Regions from separate parts of the Capsicum annuum genome. Here region 2 is linked to region 1. A link is a contact called in public Hi-C data. All regions are on one chromosome and are shown on one strand. Each heading gives the region's core, a stretch centred on a gene start, on an enhancer-like site or on the middle of the called end of the contact. The rest is flanking DNA. Distances are from core to core; before and after follow the strand shown. Region 1 holds the start of LOC107851995 (nudix hydrolase 26, chloroplastic). Region 2 holds the start of LOC107851996 ((S)-coclaurine N-methyltransferase).

Region 1 (5,577 bases), core at 3,000-5,499:
TCAAGATGACAGCAGAATCTATTTTCATACCTCAGCAACAATTTCAGCTGAAGTAACCCCAGTTTCCTCTCTTAATTCCCTGATGGCAGCATTTCTCGGATCTTCGTTGTCATCAACTCCACCCTGATCAAAAACCCAGATATGTTGTTCTTTATTTTATTGCAGAGGACAAAGCTTTCGAAAAAAATATACAGTTCTTCTAACTTTTTCTTTTATTCTAATTTTTATGGCAAATGAAATACCAAATTTCAAATCGAAGAAAACTTAACATCTTCAGAGAACAAGTGAATATTGACAAATAAAGGGAAGTGCATATGAAGGTTTCTAGGATGCCAAACCAGAACTGAACCTTGAGATCTTACAAGCTTAATTATTTCTATACAAGACCTTCTCCCCATGAAGAAGCATAGACATGCACTTCACATTTATGAAACACAACCATATTTGAAGATGTATCAAAGGCATTTCACTACAAATAGTTGGACCTTGCAATGCAACTTTGTTTTTTCTGATTAGAAAGATGATTGATCATTTCTTGTCTTTGTTGCTGCATTTTAAAAAATTCAAGAAGTTTCATTACATCAATTTTTAAAAGTCACTTTCCATTTTAAATAGAGCCTTGATACATATGTGGAAAAGAGACCTGCCAAAGAGCCTTCTTCGACAAAGACATCAAGATAGATTAGTATGATGTCTTCTCTTGTGCCTCAATGAATCAAATTTGATTCAAGTGACCACATTATTTTGGATCATGACCCATTATGTACACGCATGTTAAACTTAGAATCACATTTAGAACGTGAAAAAGGCAAAATTGTCAATATGGTAGTAGCCAAACATGAGCCATTAGTTTTGGAACTAAACTAAATTTTCCTAGAAACCCATTTCTTAGTGTAACTTACTTATTTTAAGGGTATATATGGCATCATAAATGTTAAACCCCATTTCCGCTCTTATTGCCAAGTTTCAAAGATCCATGTTTACTGGAACCCATCAGAACCACTTCTAAACATTCACATTTGTTAAAATGTATTACCCAAAAGCTGCACCATATAGGTCATCCATGCTTTTGCTAAATGTCCCACATTCAAACCTCAGAGTGAGCTGATTAGAGGTCCTTTCAGTTTGTTCAACTGTTCAAGGGCGCTATGGACTAGTCAGTAAAGGTTGGTGGAACGAATTGTTGTTTCTAATATAGTTTTTGGAAATCCTGATCTTGTCAACTAGCAATTAGTGTTAAGTCCAAGATTTATTTTCATAATGTGATATTAGACCACACCCATCTCAATACTGGGATTGAACCTCCCGTGTTATACTATCCACGAACCTGATGTCCAACATAGGACATGCAGGGGATGTAAGATATCCCACATCGGTAGATGAAATAGGTTATTATCTTCTTATATGGTCTTTGCAATCCTCACATGAGCTAACTTTTTGGGTTGAGTAGAACCAAGGTCCATTTCCTAAACAACTTTCAGCACATAAAATGCCTTATCATTATCCCAACAGATAATTGATAATCCAAGGTTCAGGGAAGAATTACGGGACTGCAGTACTATAGTTGGTCCTATTGCATTGTCCTTCTCAATCAAGATTACACTGTGTTAAAGCAAATTTTCTTTTCCTTGTCGGATTGTTGATCACTATAATTAAAGAACGATTCTTGACTCTTCTTGGACTTAAGAGGCACCTATAAATACTTCCAACTTCCATGAGAAACTCATGGATTACTATCATCCACATGTCAGATAGTAGATTACCGTAGTAGATTGTGATAGGAAGTCAGATATGATTAGTGGGACAACATAGCTAGCTTTAAACAGTGGCTAAGTTTTAGTGAGGATATTTGGGTTCATTCCGCAACACAATCAGCTATGTTTTAGCTTATGATTACAGGTTACCTCATCCAGACATGTTCTTAGCAAGTTAGGGCGAATACTATTCACCTCTGTGACAAGAAATCAATTGATGCGTTAGGCCAAAATTAAGATTCTATACAAAGGTGTTTAACTGGACAAGGTGTTCAATATGTTGGATCAACTTATATATAACCAAAGTAGAAGACAATACTAACGTGAAGATTAAAAAGTTAGCTTGATGAATATAAATGGACTGTCAAATATTTAGAATGCCCCGGAATATAAGGAATGTCATATAAATTGAAACAAAAGGAGAACTACCTCACCCACCATACAGAAGGAATTTAAATACAAATAGTGGGGCTTATCGATGGCAAAGAAATTGTACGTGTCTAATGGATCAGAGAAGGTAGAGTTCCCCTATTCAAGCTAAAGTTGACTGTTGTTCTTATACAGTTCGAACTATCTACGGAGTATTGGGCATCAAAATTTGGATATGTCTAGACAAGAAAGAGTTTTACAACCTTGACCCGTTTGTGGTGGAAACCCCAAGGACAACAACATACCCAGTGTGAACAAGTGGGGTCTAGGGAGGATAGAGTGTACGCAGACCTTAACCCTACCTCATAGAGATAGAAAGGTTGTTTCCAATAGACCCTCGGCTTAAATTAAGGAATTTCCAAGTAGTTTGAAAAAGAGAATACAGACATGAGAGCAATAACAACAATGAAATAACGTGAAATGGAGCAACACAAAACATACAATGGAAAGAACAATTTTGCCAACAAAATAATGCGATAATCGAAGCACAAAAACACAAGTGATAATTGAAATCGAAGAACACGAAACTACGAGACTAGTGCTGATATCACTAGTAAGAAAGAAGGTCCAAGTACTACCACCAATCCTATCATGCACGAAAATGAGAGAACACTCAACTACCAACTAAACTTCCATCCTAATCCGCAATCTCCAAACCCTCCTATTTAAGCACATGACCTCGGACCTCGGCAAGCTCAAGATGTGTCCTGTCCTGCTAATCACCTCATCCAAATACTTTATAGTCACTCACGAAAGGTTTGGAACCTTTAGTACTACATTCCATGTTTGAGACACTAAACTACTCATGTACACTCCAACCTACCTCCTTAGGACTTAGCTCTGAAGAAGAATTTCTAGGTAGACGATCAACTTGCCCTACCCACCCACCCAACCCCAACAACCATAAGTGACTACGCTATTTGAGTTCAAATATAACACATTTCAACAATTGAAACAAAAAGAATTACTAGAAACCCAATTGAAATTTACATCATTTACCTGCGGCATTTGCCAAGCACTTGGTATATCAAGCCTTGAAGCAGCAAAAATCTGCACAATTTTACATTTAAATTTTTGAGAAAAAGAGAGTTCAATCAAAGAGAAAACAAATACTCCCTCTGTCCCAAGCTACGTGTCACATTTGAAATTTCAAAATTTAAATTTCTAGACTTAGAGAATGAATTCAAGTTTCTTGAAATAAAATTTATACATTCGAAACTATAAAGAAATTTCAGTCAAAGAAAAACAGGATCCTCGAAATTACTCGTGAAATTTCAACTGTGCTACTTCAATGACTCAAAATTCCAAGTGGGCAACATAAGTGACTTGAAATTTCATTATTTCAATTGTGCCACGGAAATGACACTCGAAATTTCAAGTGCATCACGCGAATGACTCTCCAAATTCAAACTGTGCCACATAAATGACACTCGAAATTTCAACTGTGCCACATAAATAAACTAACAAAAATTCCAATGGTGCCACGTAAATGGCTCGAAATTCCACATGTGCCAAGTAAATCAATCTCTAAATTCTAACTGTGGGAGTACTAAATAGCATACATAAATTTGGTTGATTCTTAAAATTTCAACTATGCCACAGTATATGACTTTCGAAATTTCAACTATGCCACATAAGTGACTCTGAAATACCAATTATGTCAGGTAAATTGGGACAGAGAGAGTACTATACTAACATACATAGATTGCTTTATTAAATGAGGAAAGAGAAGAGACCTTTTTATTGGAAGGGTTCATAAGACAAATGCCGACGTTTCTTCTGTAACCTTCTGGTGGATTTTCCATTGATGATGATGATGGCGACTGTGATGACAGTGAAGCAAACGAAACTGTTTTGCAACGAAGGAGTGGCAAAGCGGTAATTTGGTGGGATTTAGGAGGGTAATATGGGGAAGGAATTGAGGTATTGAGTTGCAATGGAAAACGAGGTAGTGGAAAGGTAGAGATGATGGATCGACAAAATAATGCCATTTAACATATTCCCAAAAACATTGTATTTGGGTACCAATTGGCAATTGGTTTATATTCACTTGCAAAAGTCAAATATATTCAATTGGCAATTGGCAATTGGCAATTTAGTTACTTTATATTTTTATTTATTTTAATTTTTATTTGGTGTCCAAAATTCATATTGAAACTCAATTAATTCAACACTCAAACTCAAAACTCTGGATTAACGGAGGAGTAGTTCTGTCCACCGCACCATATTCTTTGATAGTTTATATTTTTATTGCAAAAGTACATCTCATTATATATTTGACTTAAATATATCCTACAAATAATAAAATAACTCAAAAATACTCTTTTTTTATTGCTCCAAAACAAGAAGAAATATCCAATTTTGTCCTTAAATTATGCAAAATATGATAATTTTGCCCTCCATTTAAAGTTTAGGACAAGCACTCTAAATTGTAAGAACTTACGATGTGTTTGGAAGCCTTCAGCCAAACAAGTATGTTACAGAGAGCAAAAAATTATAGTGAAGATTATGAAATTAATTGAACTATTTTAAATGACAATTTTTACATAATGTCAACTTATATTATATAATTTAATTACCTGCAGTAATTTCTCAACTGAATGTTTATTCAATTATTTCCTTTCTAAAAGATTATACTGGTGGTCGATTAAAATTTGCTATGAGGTTACAGTAAGTTATATAACATACCAAAGATATAATTGATTTGATTTATTTTATCATATCATTCTTAAAAGTAGTAAAATAGATTTTTAATAATTATGTAAGAAAAAGTTTGTTATATGTTTAGAAATAAAAGCTCATACAAGTAATCGAGGAAAAAATAGTTAAAAGTTGCAATATTATCTTTTGGGTTGCCGAACCACCCACAATAGTTGTTGGGTCAGGGCGGAAGACAAACATATCAATGATGCTCTTTTCACTATTTGTGGTAATAACAAATAAAATCAAAGGCAACTTCATAAGGAAGTTAAGAAGTTTTGTCATACAAAAAACTCTTAGAGATAGAAGGACCAACCTCTCTCTAAACTCCCATCCTTGTTATCCCTTTCTCGGAGCATGACAAACCCTCCAAATCCAAACTCTTCCCCACCAGAACCCCCCGATCTATGAGATGGTCTTATAGCTATCGACCCCCTAACCAGATCTCCTTTAGCGACATTGTTACAGGGAGTATTCCTCATATCGCTAATCTTATACCCCTAATGGCCTCTGAATCCTCAGGCAACCTGTTGAATAACCTTGACGGAACAATTCATCTCTCGGCAGAGGATCATCAACGCCTCTATGCCTCTTAGAGATTCTCGGTAATAATTAAACTAGTGGGCAGAAAGCTCAACCATTAATACTTAAAAAAGAAGCTCACCAACCTATGGAAGATAGTAGAAAACTTCTC
Region 2 (5,553 bases), core at 665-3,164, 160 kb before region 1:
ATATGTATAATATAATATAATTTTTTAATTTTCTATTTCTGTTTTATACTCCTTATCTTACTACTACTATTACTACTCCTATTGCTGCTGCTGCTACTACTACTATTACTACTACTACTAATATTACTGTTGCTGCTGCAGCTGCTGCTATTGCTGCTGCTACTATTACTGTTGCTGCTATTACTGCTGCTATTCCTACTACTGCTGCTGCTTCTACTACTACTACTCCTACTAATACTACTACTGTTGTTACTACTGCTGCTGCTGCTATTATTATTATTATTAATTTTTTTTACTATTACTATTACTATTATTATTATTATTATTATTATTATTATTATTACTATTACATTATTACTACTATCAAGGGTATTTCGGTAATTTTAGTCACCCAACCTTCACTTATATATAGTAGTAAATAAAATAGATACATACATCGATTTTAAAATATTTATTGCATCATAAAATTATCGAAATACCTTTGGTAGTCATTTAATAAGGAACAAAAAGATATTTATAAAAAATTACTATCATTATAATTCAATTACAAAGGTCTAAATAAAAATATTATTAAAATAATACATGAGGACAAAACTAATAAATATAATAAAAAAATAATATGCATGTGTAACCATTTTATTGCACCATAAAAATGACGACAAAACTAATAAATATAAGAAAAACAATATGCATATGTAACCATTTTATTGCACTATAAAATTATCGAAATACCCCTGGGGTATAAAAAAAAAGTAATTTAATAAGAAATAAAAAGATATTTATAAAAAATTACTATCATGTATAATTCAATTACAAAGGTCTAAATAAAAATGTTATTAAAATGTGAGGACAAAACTAATAAATATAAGAAAAAAAACAATATGCATGTGTAACTATTTTATTGCATCATAAAAATGAGGATAAAACTAATAAATTACTATTACTACTATATATAATTGAAAGTTGGGGTGACTATCAAAGGTATTTCGGTAATTTTAGTCACCCCAACCTTCACTTATATATAGTAATAAATAAAATGGTTACAAATGCATGTGATTTTTTTTGTTAGATTTATTAGTTTTGTCCTTATTTTTATAGTGTAATAAAATGGTTACACAAGTATATTATTTTTTACTACTATATATAAGTGAAGGTTGGGGTGACTACCAAGGGTATTTCGATAATTTTAGCCACCTCAACCTTCACTTATATATAGTATTAAATAAAATGGTTACCTATACATGAGTTTTTTTCCTTATATTTATTTATTTTATCCTTATTTTTATGATGCAATAAAATGGTTACACATGTATATTATTTTTTTCTTATCTTTATTAGTTTTGTACTCATGTATCATTTTAATAATATTTTTATTTAGACCTTTGTAATTGAATTTTACATGATAGTATTTTTTTATAAATATCGTTTTGTTCCTTATTAAATGACTATACTGAATGTATATATTATGTTAACATCGGTTCATTGTACTACATTTCTTTTCTTTTACTCCTATACTAAACAATTAAATAAGTAGAAAATAATCTTCCCCAAAGTTGAATCTCTTTTACACATTAGTGTTGTCAAAATGCCCGTGCCTTACATGGATAGAGGTTTCTAGTACTCACCTAAACGAGCCCATATATTAATTAATAATGAGAAAATAGTAGTTTACATATATGTATACATATGACTACCTCCGTCTCATAATGTCATGTTTTTTTAAGAATGTTACCTAGAATAACTAAAAAAAATAAATAAATTTTGCTCTAAAATTTCTTTTATATTCTTAATAAAATAATTTGCAATCACACAAATATCCAAGATTATTTCAGATCATAAATTTTAAATTTTATTTTTCTTAAATAATAAGTCAAATCAAAGTATATTAGGTAAAATGAGATAAAAGGATAATAAGATAGCAATTTTATTATATGTATGAAAATTACCAGAAAGGGAAAGCTCTTTGCAACTACCATATCATTGATGTGAATTTTAGTTTGGAATTTTCGGCCTTGACGATAGAATGGGTGCGCCGGGGCTCCATAACTTGTAGATAAGCCAACAAAATAAGAGAAAGTCCACTTGTCCCTATCCACATCGATCATTATATTCTTCCCTTCTTCCATTCTCCTTAAGCAGATTAGAGAAAGAATGATGGATGGCATAGTGGCGGTGCCATATGATGCTACGGTACGTTTGATGCTGTCTTTGCTGGAGCGCAACCTCTTGCCAGATGCCGTTATACGACGCCTCACAAGACTGCTCTTAGCTACCCGACTTCGCTCTGGTTACAACCCATCAGCCGAGCTTCAGCTCTCTCATCTTCTCCACTTTGTACATTGTACGCACTACTGATCTCTAAACCTCTTCTTTTTTAGCACGACATTGAGTAAATATCAAACTTAGTAAAGTGTATGTAATTCGTATCACTATCACACAGGTGTTTTCCATAAATTCCTTTCAGTTTTCTTGGAAATTTTCATAACTTAGGAGAGATTTTTTACTTTTTTTTTAAAAATATTCTTAATATTAAATAACTCTATTATAGAGTATTAAAAATCAAATTTAAAGTTCTAATTCATTATTAATGATTGTTAAGAGCTGTGTCAAATTAACATAAGCCGAAGTAAAACAATTGAAAATCCTGATATACGAAAGTAAAATAAACTAGTTTTTTTTTTTCCCACCCAAAATCCTGTGGCAAGTTACAAAAATTCAGCTATCATTGCTTCTCTCTAGATATGATCCTTATCTTAATGTGATGTGCTAGCTAGGTACTTGACGCAATATGCCATTCATTATTGATTTTTACTGCCCTTAGTTTTGAAAATAATTTTAAAAAGAATATTTCTTTTTAACAACACTTTAAATTTTGCTTTTCAATATTAAAAAATATCTATTATATAAAAAATATCCATTGCTTTTCATGGATTTACTTTTTTACCCCATTCTTTACTATATTACACCCTAATTGTTCTGTGATTTATTATATTATTCCTAATTAATTATTATAAGTCATTTATATATTAGAATTAATAATATTTTTTTATTATATTGCCCCTAATTAATTATTATAAGTCATTTATAGAAAATTAATAATATTTAATTAAAAAAAATATATTTATAATGTTTGTTTCAACTGCTTTAACCGTGATTTTACTATATCATCCCTAATTAATTATTATAAGTCATTTATGTATTGAAAAATTAATAATATTTTATTCAAAAAATTAAATTACTAAATTACCCCCTATCATTTACCATATTACCCCTAATTGCTCTGTAATTTACTATATTATCCCTAATTAATTATTATAAGTCATTTATATATTAGAATTAATAATATTTTTTTATTATATTATCCCTAATTAATTATTATCAGTCATTTATATATTAGAATTAATAATATTTAATTAAAAAATAGATATTTATGACATTTGTTTCAGCTGTTTTAATCGTGATTTTACTATATCATCCCTAATTAATCATTATAAGCCATTTATATATTAAAAAATTAATAATATTTAATTAAAAAATAGATGACATGTCTGCCTGCACTGGTTTCAACCAGTGCTTCGTCATTTACTATATTATCCCTAATTGCTACGTGATTTACTATATTACCCATAATTAATTATTATAAGTCATTTATATATTAGAATTAATATATTTAATTAAAAACTAGAAATTTATAACGTTTGTTTCAGCTGCTTTAATCGTGATTTTACTATATCATCTCTAATTAATTATTACAAGTCATTTATGTAATAAAAAATTAATAATATTTAATTAAAAATAGATGATCTGTCTGCCTATATTACCCCTAATTGCTCCGTAATTTACTATATTACCACTAATTAATTATTATAAATCACTTATATATTAGAATTAATAATATTTTTTTACTATATTATCCCTAATTAATTATTATAAGTCATTTGATTTCGACCACTGCTTCATCATTTACTATATTACCCTTAATTGCTCCATAATTTATATATTACCCCTAATTAATTATTATAAGTCATTGATATATTAGAATTAATAATATTTTTTAATTATATTATCCCTAATTAATTATTATAAGTCATTTATGTATTAAAAAATTAATAATATTTAATTAAAAATAGATGACATGACTGCCTATATTATCCCTAATTGCTCCGTGATTTACTATATTAGCCCTAATTAATTATTATAAGTCATTTATGCATTATAAATAATAATATTTTTTACTATATTACCCCTAATTAATTATTATAAGTCATTTATATATCAGAATTAATAATATTTAATTAAATCAATGTACATTTATGTTTGTATCTCATCAATATCAAATTTTAGTGCTAAAAAATATTTATAGTGTTGGGCCTGTGCTGACACAGGCCATACACCTCTAGTTTTAATTTATTTGACAGAATTTAGTTTAAAGCCATAAAATTGTCATAAAATTAAAAAAATTTCTTTATTTTTTTAAATTTTTATGTCAAATTAAAATAAATTATTCTTTTAAGAGAAAGTAAAACAAATTGACAATCATTTATCAATTTCAACGGTGTAGAAAACTCTATCTCGATGACATGATAATATTGATTTGATAAATCACTTACAGTAATTTATTTACAGAGTGGTTATAGTCAAAAGAAAAAAAGAAAACTAAAGGAGTAATTACCTAAACTTCCTCTCAAGTTTGATTAATTTTTACATACCTTATTTTTTTTACTATGCTTAGCTTTCTTATATTAGTTTCTTTTATAATAAATGTTTAACCTATAATATTGATATAAAAAAACAATATATGATTTAACTTATTTGTCCTTTATGATATTTTCTTTTGTTAAATTGATTTTGTAAGAATTTCTTTTCAAGAGAAACGTATTTTTTACAATTTCTAAGAAAACAATCCATATATATACTATTTAGTATACAAATTTCTAAGAAAACAACTGTGTATACTTTTGAAGTGTTGAAAAAAATTGAAGAATTGTTTGAACCACAAATAGCATACAATTTAGTATACTAGTAGACCTGATTTAGGTTTATTTTTAACAAATAGTATGTTCATATATTTTTTATTTAAGTTTATTCAACGTAATATATTATTTGGTATACCGATATAATTTTGGGTATTGTGTTGTATACTAATTACAATGAACACTGTGACTATTGGTATGTTAACTCATATTCATAATATACCAAATATATTTTGTGCTAATATTTAATATTGAACGATTGAGTCCTTTTTCATTTTCAGTATGTACTAGTGTATCTATATATCTTAATAGTATACATAATATATTACAGATATATATAATGTTATTCTTTTTTATTTTGACAATTATATCGTGCCAATATTATTTGAATTAAAACATCAAAAGAAACGACCTCTTAAGAGTAGTTCCAACTTAAGAAAAGAGGAATACTGACAAATAATTGAAAAGCATCAGACAATTATAACTTTCTGTTCATTTAAACTGAGAAGGATTTCATAGAACATATTAATAAAAGTTTTGATTTTGTTAATGCATGAATTATGATACATGGTGAGCCTTT

Evidence for each region. A called contact is a pair of places that touch in the nucleus more often than the background predicts.
Region 2: a Hi-C map of bud shows a contact between it and region 1, with 4 times the contacts expected there. The contact joins the promoter of LOC107851996 here to the promoter of LOC107851995 in region 1. A contact is called at or near these places in 3 of 5 Hi-C or Micro-C datasets (bud, leaf and placenta).

What each region holds. Positions count from the first base shown.
Region 1 is chr12:24,117,877-24,123,453 of UCD10Xv1.1, reverse strand. LOC107851995 (nudix hydrolase 26, chloroplastic) reads right to left here and starts at 4,249. Exons shown (of 7, transcript XM_016697040.2): 1 at 3,920-4,249; 2 at 3,183-3,233; 3 at 31-123. The coding sequence starts at 4,174.
Region 2 is chr12:24,273,240-24,278,792 of UCD10Xv1.1, reverse strand. It overlaps LOC107851996 ((S)-coclaurine N-methyltransferase), which reads left to right and starts at 1,914. Exons shown (of 8, transcript XM_016697042.2): 1 at 1,914-2,341. The coding sequence starts at 2,152.